Linked DNA regions of Triticum aestivum: region 2 is linked to region 1. Evidence: chromatin contacts called from public Hi-C data. All regions are on one chromosome and are shown on one strand. The core of a region is the stretch at or near the end of the contact, and the rest is flanking DNA. Distances in the headings are between cores, read along the strand shown. Region 1 holds the start of LOC123105920 (ABC transporter C family member 13). Region 2 holds the start of LOC123105921 (E3 ubiquitin-protein ligase WAV3).

Region 1 (6,623 bases), core at 1,850-4,349:
CTTCCATGACCACGAGGACAAGGGCAAGTACCAGGGCAGTGATATCTCCTTTTTATTGATCCGGTATTGGAACAGAAAAGAGTATCCCGCACCTATTTCCCCAGAGGTGACCCAGGGTTATCAAACCCACGAGAGGAAGATTGCCTTGAAGAGATGGTCTCTAGCAAGCTTTCGCCAAAGTGTCAAATCCAGCTTCTGACCGGATCGACAAGCAAATAGTGATTCAAACACTTATAATAAAAAGAGGTACGGGTATGAGGTCTTATGCTTACAACCTTGTATTTGTGCTGGGATCAAACAATATATTAGTTTATGCGCTGGAAGTCACCCGTCGAGATGTGCTTGTTGCAGATCAAAGTGGGGGACATGTCCAAATAACATCTCGACTGGCATGAGTCCTGCATGAAGAATCAGTTGTCCTACCGCATGCCCTATCCGTCGCGCGGGGTTGCCTTGATAATTAAGATAATGAAATCAGACAAGAGCTTCGGGCATTTAATGACTACACCTAATTTCTCCCCAAGGATATGATCCATATTGCCCTACTAAACCTTACTATCACTGGTGTTCAGTATAACACTTCACGGTCTCCTTGCTCCTAGCATCACCGGTGGTCGATCTCCATGATCCTGGGTACCTGCGGGGATCAAGATCACGGACAAGACAAGAGAAATCTTCATGAAACAATTTTATTTCACACATACGGGACGTTATGTCGAAGTCTTCCATTGATCCCATCAACAAATACCTCGGATTACAAGTCTTAACCCATACCTTACCGAACTACTCACATATGGAGAGCAGATCACGAGAAAAAAACATTGAAGAACACATCTGAGATTGATTGTTTGATTGCAATATATTTTAAAATGGATGTCTTGTGCGATGCATGTACAAGTATGAATGGGATGGATGAGCACTACGGTGGTGGTGGAGATGGTGACGGCTAGGGTTTGCGGATGAGGATGATGGTGAAGAGGTTCTGGCTTCTGTGCTCATCTCCTTGTTGACATTTCGACGGGGTCCTTTTAACGAAAGTTGTTTAGGTGGACGACCTGCCTTGGAATTCACGCCATACGAACGCTCAGAACGCCGTCTTTTGTGTTGTTTTCACGCAGACATCTCCTGGTGATTCCTTCTTCCTCCATTCTCCTTCCATTCCATTTTCACACGTGATTTCTTCCTTTTTAGTCCATTTCTTGTGGAAACACATCAAAGAGAGGATTTGGAGAATCCTTTGCATTCATTATTCATTAGTATCAATATCGGGGCGAATATCTCTTTTTAATTAAAATATCTCGGTTTAAGCAAAGGTGAAATGAATGTAAAAATATCACTCATCAGGCTGCGACGTCCGTGGTTGAACTTCCTCTCTAATCCTATGAATATAACATGCTACATTTTGGTACTCAGATGGCAAATATGATAAAGTTCCCTATGCCATGTCCTATAGAAAATGCTAAAATTTGGTACTCCAATGACATGTATAATGAACTTTATTATGCTATGTTCTATTTTGATATGTTCTATATGAACTATGTTGTATATCATGTACGAACTATGAAAGTACGTGTGTTAATCCACGTTTCATGCTTGCCTATGTATTCGATTTTCGACAAAGGGTGAATTTTACAGATGTAGCATCAAGTAAATACAAACACAATGAGTACACACCTGGCCTATACATAGTTAGGATGCACACAGGCAACACGAACGCACACACATCTAGACACGCCGGCAAATAGCTAAGTCATACAAGACGAAAATTATGCATTTGTGCGAGAAAAAAGGAAAAAGATCCGAAGCGATCAAACAATGATCGACAAACTACAACAATGATCATATCCGTATCAACAATTTCTTTACATCACATGATGACTAGGTTCTTCAATAGCAACACCTTCATGAAGGGCGATGCTCAAGCGTCTTCATAGCCGGATCCAACCACCAGAGGTCGGATTCTAGGTTTTTCACTCTGAAGAACATGTCTAAGCATATCCGAGCAATGCCTTCAACAAGATATGACACAAAAATATCACCATTGTGAGGAATAACCCACTCGGGTCAAACCTAGGATTTTCACTCGAGACCTCGAGACCGGGTACTCGAGGAGCACAACCAAATTGAAGTCAATTATGTGTTGTCGCTACCACTTTTCTACGATCTCAACGACCATGCTCAGACTTGGATAGACGCAACACACCCATCGGTGTCGCACGACACGACACATGGGAGGATCCCGCCGCCATCGGGCTTTGCCCGACGGAGTAAGCCAGCCGCCGTAAGAGGGAGACACAAAGGAGGAGGTGCCGGCGGCGGAGATTGGGTGCCATCCTCTGCGGAGGTGACGGGTGTGTCTGTTAGGTCATTAGTTATTCTTGCCTATGCATTTGATATTTTGGATACGAGGGAACGAGGACAGAAGTGAACACAAACGAGGGATGGCCGGGTGGGCATATTTGCCTATTCTGATTGCAGATGCTTTTGGAGATGAAGGTTCCTAAAAGCTCTTTTCCTCCTACTGGAAAATACCTGTAGTTTTTTACTCCCTCCGTTCCAAAATATAGCGCGTCCTCGGTTTCCGTGCTTCAACTTTGACCATTAATTTAATCAACAAGACCGACTGCGGCGGGCGAAAAAATTATACCAATGAATTCGTATTCAAAAAAAGTTTTTAATTATATAATTTTTGATCCCGCCGCAGTCGGTCTCGTGGGTTAAATTTATGGTCAAAGTTGAACCTCGAAAAGCGTGGGCGCGCTATATTTTGGAATGGAGGGAGTATGTTTTAACTGCACATGTGTCACCCTTTTTTTAATAGGAACACAGTGGTAGTGGCAGTAGAATAGTGGTGGTGGTACACTCTTAGCAAGGATGCGTTCACGTGCAGTGTGTCTGAAACAAACAAGAGTCGCCAGACTAGATCGAGTAATAAATACTCCTAGTACATATATTATCATCGGAAGAAAATTAAGGACTGCGAACCCAACCCTGCCACGCACGGTCCGAAGAGGAAAAGGAAAAACCCACCCGCAACTCTCCTTGCTTGCCGTGTGTCTATAAATGCCGCCTCGCTCGTCATCGTCGTCGTCCCGTCTGCAACCCAAAAACCGTCCCCTCCTCCTCAGTGGAAAACCAACACGCCCCCTACCACCTGACCTGACTCGACTCCTCTCCTCTCCTCTCCCACCGTCGCCCCCGACCCCCAAATCCCACCTCCACCCACCTACTCCTCCCTCACCGCATCTCCCCGCCCCCCACGCGGCACGGGCGCGCGGACACGCAGCGCCGACGAGCGGGATCGCCCAAGAACACGTAGCAGCAACGGGCACGGGGCGGGCGGGAGAGACACCCCGTTCCTTCCTTCATCCATCCATCCATCCATCCGTGCGCTGCCGCTGCATTTAGACGCAAAAATCCACCGAATCTCCCCCGTCACTCGCCTCGTCCGGCGAGCCGGTAGCGGCCAAAACCCCCGCCTTTGTTCCCATCCGCGCCCGCCGCCCGCCCGCCCGCCCTGAGCTCTCTCGCCAGCGGCCGGGTGGGAGGCCCCCAATGCCTTTTAAACCCCTCGCCGCCCCCCGCCCCCTCCTCCTGACGCCCCCGATCCCACCCACCCAATGCCGCGCCTCCGCGCCCACACCCCCCTCCCCCTCACGGAGGCCGCCGCCGCCGCCGCGCACGCCGCGCTGCTCGCCCTCGCGCTCCTCCTCCTGCTCCTCCGCGGCGCGCGCGCCCTCGCCTCCCGCTGCGCCTCCTGCCTCAAGCCGCCCCGCCGCGCCCGCAACCTCGTCCACGATGGGCCGCCCCTCGCCTCCCCGCCGCCCGCCGCCGGGGGCGCCTGGTTCAGGGCCGCCCTCGCCTGCTGCGCCTACGTCCTGCTGGCGCAGCTCGCCGCGCTGACCTACGAGGTCGCGGCCGCGCCGCCGCCCGTCGAGGCCGAGGCGCTGCTGCTGCCGGCCGTGCAGGCGCTGGCCTGGGCGGCCCTGCTGGCGCTCGCGCTGCGGGCGCGCGCCGGGGGCCGCGGCAGGTTCCCGGCGCTCGTCCGGGTCTGGTGGGTGCTCGCCTTCGCGCTCTCCGTCGCCATCGCCTTCGACGACTCCAGGCGCCTCATGGGCGCCGACGACCGTGATGCGGACTACGCGCACATGGTCGCCAACTTCGCGTCGCTGCCGGCCCTCGGCTTCCTCTGCTTGGTTGGTGTGATGGGTTCCAGCGGTGTCGAGTTGGAGTTCAGTGATGACGACACCGGTGTCCACGAGCCCCTGTTGCTCGGCGGCCAGCGCAGAGGTGCCGAGGAGGAGCCCGGCTGCCTGCGGGTGACTCCCTACGGCGATGCCGGGATCCTCAGCCTTGCAACGCTCTCATGGCTCAGTCCGCTGCTCTCGGTTGGGGCCAAGAGGCCGCTCGAGCTGGCTGACATACCCTTGCTGGCTCACAAGGATCGTGCCAAGTTCTGCTACAAGGCCATGAGCAGTCACTATGAGCGCCAACGGCTGGAGTGCCCTGACAAGGAGCCATCGCTGGCATGGGCAATACTCAAGTCCTTCTGGCGGGAGGCGGCCATCAACGGCGCCTTCGCCGCGGTGAACACCGTCGTGTCCTATGTCGGCCCCTACCTGATCAGCTACTTTGTGGACTACCTCAGTGGCAAAATTGCCTTCCCCCATGAAGGTTACATCCTTGCCTCCGTATTTTTCGTATCAAAGTTGATTGAGACGCTCACTGCTCGCCAGTGGTACCTGGGCGTGGACGTCATGGGGATCCATGTCAAGTCCGGGCTGACGGCCATGGTGTACCGGAAGGGCCTCAGGCTGTCGAATGCCTCAAAGCAGAGCCATACGAGCGGTGAGATTGTGAATTACATGGCGGTCGATGTGCAGCGGGTGGGGGACTATGCGTGGTACTTTCATGACATATGGATGCTTCCACTGCAGATCATCCTTGCGCTCGCCATCCTGTACAAGAATGTCGGGATCGCCACTGTCTCGACATTGATAGCCACCGCGCTGTCAATTGCTGCCTCGGTTCCTGTGGCGAAGCTGCAGGAGCACTACCAAGATAAGCTGATGGCAGCAAAGGATGAGCGAATGCGCAAGACTGCAGAGTGCTTGAAGAGTATGAGAATTCTCAAGTTGCAGGCATGGGAGGACCGGTATAGGATAATGCTTGAAGAGATGAGGAATGTTGAATGCAGGTGGCTCAAGTGGGCTTTGTACTCACAGGCCGCAGTTACGTTTGTTTTCTGGAGTTCGCCAATCTTTGTCTCGGTCATAACTTTCGGCACTTGTATATTGCTTGGTGGCGAGCTCACTGCCGGAGGTGTTCTCTCTGCATTAGCTACCTTTAGGATCCTTCAAGAGCCTCTGAGGAATTTCCCTGATCTCATCTCCATGATAGCTCAGACGAGGGTGTCTTTGGACAGGTTGTCTCACTTCTTACGGCAAGAAGAGTTGCCGGATGATGCAACAATAAGTGTTCCACAGGGTAGTACAGACAAGGCAATCGATATCAGGGATGGCAGTTTCTCTTGGAACCCATCTTGCTCAAACCCTACGCTCTCTGATATACAACTTAGTGTGGTGAGAGGCATGAGAGTAGCAGTCTGTGGTGTGATTGGTTCTGGCAAATCAAGTCTATTGTCCTCTATACTTGGGGAGATACCCAAGCTGTCTGGCCAAGTAAGTACACGCATAAAAATAAAGAGAGTTGATGCTAACTTGAATGACAGTTTAATTACATTTTCCTTCTGCTCCTTATTCAGGTTAGGATCAGTGGTACAGCAGCATATGTTTCTCAGACTGCCTGGATACAGTCTGGAAATATTGAGGAGAACGTTCTTTTCGGCACTCCAATGGACAGACCGCGTTATAAGAGAGTACTTGAGGCTTGCTCCCTGAAGAAAGATCTTCAGTTGCTCCAGTATGGAGATCAGACCATCATTGGTGACAGAGGCATTAATTTGAGTGGAGGTCAGAAACAGAGAGTGCAGCTTGCGAGAGCATTGTACCAAGATGCTGATATTTATTTGCTTGATGACCCCTTCAGTGCTGTTGATGCTCATACTGGAAGCGATCTATTTAAGGTCTGTATCGATGTTGCCTTATTCTATTTTTTTTAAAGGTGCTTCTGTTTCATAACATGTCAGATTTTGTGTTGCAGGACTATATATTGGGGGCACTAGCTAGCAAAACAGTAATTTATGTAACCCATCAAGTCGAGTTCCTACCAGCTGCTGACTTGATATTGGTAATACTACTTTTCTCACAAAATCTATTAGCCTATTGAGTTGTTCAATTTGACGTGTTGTTTATCCATGTTTCCTGATTAGAAAAACCAGCAGATTCTGCATGAAAGTTGCGCTATCTTTTCTAATACTTCTCATTGGACTGTTCATGGGATAATGGGCCCTTGATCTCTCATTGTGTGTTTTTTTTTTGTCATGGCACAGGTTCTTAAGGATGGTCATATCACCCAAGCTGGAAAATATGATGATCTTCTCCAAGCTGGAACCGATTTCAATGCTCTGGTTTCTGCTCATAATGAAGCTATCGAGACCATGGATTTTGGCGAAGATTCTGATGGAGATATCGCTCCTTCCGTTCCTAACAAAAGATTGACAC
Region 2 (6,519 bases), core at 419-2,918, 290 kb before region 1:
TTTGGCTAAACAATTGTCGGGGCGTGGTGTCCACCATGGGCTGCAATGTGTATGGGCAGAGGGTACCTAGGTGGCGGTCGAACCATGGATGGAAAGGAGGCGTAGGCAAGTCGGAGCTTGCGTCCGGGTGGAGCGGCGGAGGTCCGACAAGGCCTAGGCTACGAAGTGAGTGGTACAGCAGCAACATCGTTTTCCGGACTACGCGGGCAATGGCGGAGCTTTAAAGAAAAAGTTGGGCGGGCCAGGCTGAAAAAGAGCACACAATTTTGAGGCATTAGTCACTAATCAGCCCCTTTTGTTGTCAATAATTTTTCACCCTATGTTGACAAACAAGTTAGCAGCACGATACTCATCTTGTACCTTGTTATGCAAGCTTGTTTCAATTATCTTCATGCACTCAAATGCACTTAAGAAAAAATATTTAGCATTAGGTACAAACACCAACTGATTCACCAAAGAAAAATGCATTAGTTATGCTCGGTTCAACCAATTGATAATAGAAACACATGCTCCAGAGATAATTAGAAATCACCTAGCAACATCGATGTTAGGAGGTGAACATAGGCTATACTCGGTAGTTGTCGGCGGAGGCTGAAGCCCGGAGGGGAGGGAGGATGGGGACATGGCGAGGTCGCATGGAGGCGAGCGGAGCCGTGGAGCAGGAAGAATGTTGAGGCTGACATTGTGGCGTCGGACAACAACTAAGGTGAGGTGACGCGTGTGAGCATTCTCGTGTCTGTGTTTAGCAGTGATGAACTGTGCTATCCGCGCGGTGGTGGGGTTGGTTGTGTCATGCAAGATCTGCGTCTGTGCGAGACACGGGCAGCGACGGCTGATCCTGCTGTGTGGTATACTCGATGGTGGACTGGGCTGAGTAAAGCATACATAGTAATAAAAAAAGTCATGGAAATCATGGGCGGGCCATGGCCCGGTTTTGTCCCAACTAAGCTCCGCCCGTGTACGCGGGTACAGACCAACCAGTGACAGAGGGGCGGAGTGATAAAAGCTGGGCTCTGAATCGAGTTTTTGGTTGTGTCCGAGGTGTCGGATGCCTATGTGGCATAGGTCCGGACATGCACTGACCTTTCTCAGGTCTACTTTCGATTTATGACAATTCAGACGTTTAGACCGATCCAGGACGTTTGACACATGACCTTGAAGGATACATTGTTCGGACCACGTTTAGCAACACCTTCATGGAGGACGTGCAAATGTGACATGTGATCAATTCACGCCAATGTTGTGACAAAAACGTGCTCGCCGTCGCCGCTGGCCACACGAACCGCCGCCGCCGCCGCCTCGTCTGCGGCTGCGAAATCGAATCGGAACAGACCCCGTAAAACCTTGAACATTCCTCGCGTCGCACAAGTGAAACCGACTGACAAGTTCAATTCTTCACTTGCACACGAACAAATTCTGAATTCTCCCCTCAAAAAAGAAAAGAGAATGGATGAATTCTGAATTCGAAGCACAGACTGACAGACAGGCAGGAGTCAGCCAACCAAGTATGAGGTTGAACACCCCGCGCCACGGGCGCGAAATCCCCGAAACGCCCCGCGCTGACCGGGGATCCCGGCGCGCCCACACCCTCTGGCCCGAGGGCAAAACGGGGAAGCCAAGCACGAACGAGTTCCCCCTGCTCCCCCGTTGTTTTATTCGGCGCGACGCTCCGCATCAACCAAGAAACGGACGCCCGCGGCGAACGCGCGACGAGGGGAAGCCGGGACCCGAGCCAACCAACTCCTCCCTCCCTCCGGCGCCCCTTCCTGATCCGCTTCCTCCGCCGAGCGATCCCACTTCCGCTTTCCCACCTCTGTGCGCGTGAGAGAGGGCCGGGCCGGGTCGGGACTCGGGAGGAGGTAGCAATGGCGGACGCCTGGGGCCGGGCCAAGCGCGCGCTCGCCACCAAGCTCTGCATCCGCGTGCCGGACCGCCAGAGGGCCATCGAGGACGCCCCGCCGCCGCCGCCGGGACGCGACGCGCATCATCCACCGTCGGCCGCGGCGCCGGGCCCTGCGACGGGGGAGGAGGAGAGGGCCAGGTCGCCGTCCGTGTCCTCGCGGCGGCTCTCCAGCTCCGGCAGCCGGGGCTCCAAGGTGAGGGTTTCATCTTCTTGGCCATCTCCATCCATTTCCCAATCTTGCTTGTTCTTCCGTTCGCTCCGGCCCGTCCCAAACCGCGTGGAGACGTGGGGGAAAAGATCGTGCGGGGATTGGATTTGTTCCACGGTAGCAGTAAAAGATCGCCGCAGGAGTTTGACCGTGCTCGTCATCCTTCCAAAAAAAAAAAAAAACAGTGTTCATCATTTCCGTGTCTCATCTCTGCATGTACTAGTGAAAGATCACCGTGCGAGTTTGACGGAGTTCATCGTTTCCGCGTGCCATCTCCATCAAACAAACAAAATCGGGAGAAATTTATTTCTTTTGGTGTGCCTTCTCTTATTAACATTAAAATTTATTTAAAAGATACTGTGATATTTATTGCCGTGATATTCACTGAATGTGCTCACCAATTTCCCAACTGTTTTTTCGTGAAATTCATCCTTCTCGAAGGAACAAGTTAATAGATAGATCCACAAGTCACGCCAATTCTTTTGCTTTCTCGCCTGTCACCAGCTACCTGCAGTTTTCAGTTACCAATTGTTTTCTCTTTGCTTGTCCTCATTTTGTTTTGACCAATCATCTGCCACCAAGGCGGTAACTTTCCTCACAAGGAAATCGCCAAACTGAAAAGTCCTTCCAACTTGTACTACACCTTGTGAACACCAACTGAAATTAACATATGAGGATTATACTATACTGTACTATACTAGTGTAGTTGCCCACGTGCCTAACATGTTATTTTAAATAAATATAAAATCCATGGGCCAGGGCATGGCTCACCGGATTGAGTTTGGAGGCTAGGCCAGAGCTGTAGCTGATGGATTGCATTTGTTTTCTTATTTGTTTTTTCTTTGATGAAAGATTGCATGTTTTTTCTACAGTTATACTGCCACTGAAGAACAACTGAAGTATTTCGTGGCTGCAGGCTTAACCTGTAATGCCCTCTGGTGCAGTTTGTTAAGTTTTAACTGTAGTATCATGGTCATGCAGTAACATTTTCATATTTATTCTTTTCCTGCCGTTTGTCTTTCCATGTGCGTTGACTGGTTGGTAGGCCGTCAGTTGGCTTCAACAACCAGAGTCCTTTATGCAACGTGGTGAATTACTTTGACTTATAAAAAATATTTTCTGACGCCAAATTGCCAACCCACTTTATATAGCGAAATAGTACTGTGTTAATTTTCCTCTGGTCAGTCACTTGGACTGCTCCCGAGCTCCTTCATGACTATGTTTACTGTGGTTTCATTCAATAAAATGGGTGGAACCAGGGGAAACCCCTTTCTTTCAAAAAAAAGAAAAAGAAAGAGTATGTTAATTTACTTTGGTTTTACTGCTCTGATTGTTAATGCTTGCCAAGAATGAAAGAAAGCAGAATACGGTGTTAGGATGTTCCGGTTCATATTTTCTGATATCGTATACCTGATGCCAATTTTCAAGCTATGCAAATTCTGGCTCTTGGACTTTCATGAGAAGTGTATAACCAACCTTTAGTTCTTCTCTTCTATTGCGTGACAAGTCCCTTCCATTTGATTGGTTGTACAGAGCCTCATGCAGTCTTGCTTATCCGCAGCATGCTGAATGAAAATCTGCAACACTGTTAGTGTGCTTGTCTGATGTGTACGTCAACACAAGTGTTTCAATGGCATTATTCTTCAGAGCACATTTTTTACGCATCATTCGGAGCACATTTTATAACCAATTGGGGTAGAAGCTATGTTTATTTTTGTGCTCAGTTGCAAGCTCTGATTCTATCATGCTAACTCCTTTGCGCTGGCTTTCTTGATTCCAGAGGGTATGCGCCATCTGCCTTGGCAGTATGAGGACAGGGCACGGACAGGCCCTGTTTACTGCTGAATGCTCCCATAAGTTCCATTTCCATTGCATCACTTCAAATGTTAGGCATGGCAACCATATCTGCCCAATATGCCGTGCCGACTGGAAAGAACTGCCCTTCCAGGGACCTCAACTTGCAGATGCCACTCATGGGAGAGCTAGAGTAAGCCCGGTAAATTGGCCCCAAGACGACGGACACATGGCTGTTATCCGCAGGCTTTCCAACTCATACAGTGGAAATCTGCTGGAGCAATTTCCTGTCTTCCGTACTCCTGAGGCAGACATTTTCAATGACGATGAGCCAATAGATATTCAGTCTGAAACTGTGGAGGAGAACAATGCAGTTACTGGTTTGGTTGAAATCAAGACATATTCAGAAGTGCAAGCCATACAGCAATCAGTGACCCAGAAGGTCTTTTCTATCTTGATCCATCTCAAGGCTCCAAAGTCCTTGGAGTCCGTGAGCTCCCGTGCACCTCTTGACCTTGTGACCGTGCTTGATGTCAGTGGCAGCATGAAAGGGGCCAAACTTGCGCTTCTCAAGAAGGCAATGGGCTTTGTCATCCAGACGCTTGGACCCAATGACCGGCTGTCTGTCATTGCCTTCTCGTCTACGGCACGGAGGCTCTTTCCCCTTCGCCAAATGAACGTCAACGGACGAATGCAAGCCATGCAGGCTGTGAACTCCCTTGTTGATGGTGGCGGCACAAACATTTCTGATGGGCTAAAGAAGGGTGCTAAAGTCATTGAGCACCGTCGGCTGAAGAATTCTGTTTGCAGCATCATCCTTCTGTCAGATGGTCAAGACACATATTCAGTACCAACCTTTGACGACGGGGTTCAGACAAACCACAGCATGCTTGTTCCTCCCTCAATCCTGCCTGGAACAGGTAATCATGTGCAAATCCACACCTTTGGTTTCGGTGCAGATCATGACTCGGCTGCGATGCATGCTATTGCTGAGACATCTAGCGGCACATTCTCATTTATTGATGCTGAAGGCTCAATACAGAACGGATTTGCTCAGTGTATTGGTGGCCTCCTCAGTGTTGTGGTCAAGGAGATGCGGCTGGGCGTCGAGTGTGTAGACGAAGGCGTGGTACTTACCTCCATCAAGTCAGGCGGCTATGCAAGTGAAGTAGCCATGGATGGACGTAACGGGTCAGTCGATATCGGTGACCTGTATGCAGATGAAGAGAGGGGGTTTCTGATCACCCTACATGTCCCAGCTGCACAGGGGCAGCAGACTGTACTGATCAAACCAAGCTGTACATACCAAGATGCAGTTACAACAGAGAGCATTCAGGTACAGGGTGAAGAAGTGAGTGTTGAGCGTCCTGCATACTCTGTGGACTGCAAAATGTCTCCTGAGGTTGAGCGCGAGTGGCACCGTGTTCAAGCTATGGAGGACATGTCCGCTGCGCGGGCTGCAGCCGACGGAGGCGATTTCTCCCAGGCCGTGTCGATCCTCGAAGGCCGCACGAGGATCCTGGAGTCACAGGCAGCACAATCTTCAGACAGCCAATGCCTGGCGCTGATCACAGAGCTGAGGGAGATGCAGGAGAGGGTGGAGAGCCGGCGGAGGTATGACGAATCAGGAAGGGCCTTCATGCTGGCAGGCCTGAGCTCACACTCATGGCAGAGAGCCACGGCACGCGGCGACTCGACGGAGCTCAACACCCAAATTCACACCTACCAGACGCCGTCGATGGTCGACATGCTGCACCGCTCGCAGACTCTTGTGCCCGCCGTCGTTGAAATGCTGAACCGCTCCCCGACCGTTGCTCCTTCACGCGGCTCCGGCAGGTCGGTGAGGTCGACAAAATCTTTCTCCGAGCGGCTGGCGTGACGTGACCTGACGTTGCTTATTCATCAGAACCAAGTTTCAAGAAATAACCTGTGAAGTGGTTAGGTGATTTGAGACTATCCGAATTACTTTTTAGTTTGATTATTCCTACAGCTATTGCTTCGATATATTTATCTTAAATACTCTAGTGGCCTAGTGGGCATGGGGTTAGAAAAATTGATCTTGGGACATACAAGTACAAGTAGTTTGCTGTACATGATCAGCGACGCTCGAAAGGGAATGATAAATGTCATACCTGATAGCGGTGAAAATTGTGTTATTTCCTTCTTCTTTCCGTTATCTTTGGTGTTGTTTTGTCTTGCAAAAATGTCACCCTTGAATTGATGAGGATGGTGAAAGCTTTTAAGCGTCGGTTAATAACAACATCCTTGTGCACTGCATTCTTGGCCGACAGTGTTGGTTATGTCTGTTCAATTTTCTGAATTTGGCTGGCTTGTGCAGAAAATATTATTATTTTCAAACTGAGGAGTAGAGTTTGCCTATTTCATTCGTCATGAAATTCATATGAGGTTCCTACTGAAGATCTCAGCCGCCACCTAAAGAGGCAGTTTTACTAGTTTAACTTGCAGAGCGCATATTCCTCTTCTCTAAATAACAGGCCAAAAATCTAACGGGTGAGAAGCTTGATCAAGTACACTAGTAGGATCACAAGGGAAGATACGAAAGCAAGCCAAATACTCCCTCCGTCTCACAATATAAGATCGTTCTAGCTTGAAA

The links. Hi-C and Micro-C count contacts between places; a contact is called where the count stands out from the background.
Region 2: a contact with region 1 is called in a Hi-C map of leaf, with 2.4 times the contacts expected there. The contact joins the promoter of LOC123105921 here to the promoter of LOC123105920 in region 1. A contact is called at or near these places in 2 of 5 Hi-C or Micro-C datasets (both in leaf).

What each region holds. Positions count from the first base shown.
Region 1 is chr5A:678,403,813-678,410,435 of IWGSC CS RefSeq v2.1, reverse strand. It overlaps LOC123105920 (ABC transporter C family member 13), which reads left to right and starts at 3,099. Exons shown (of 11, transcript XM_044528103.1): 1 at 3,099-5,681; 2 at 5,765-6,085; 3 at 6,163-6,249; 4 at 6,452-6,623. The coding sequence starts at 3,621.
Region 2 is chr5A:678,692,282-678,698,800 of IWGSC CS RefSeq v2.1, reverse strand. LOC123105921 (E3 ubiquitin-protein ligase WAV3) reads left to right here and starts at 1,668. Exons shown (of 2, transcript XM_044528104.1): 1 at 1,668-2,096; 2 at 3,892-6,178. The coding sequence starts at 1,866. The coding sequence ends at 5,784.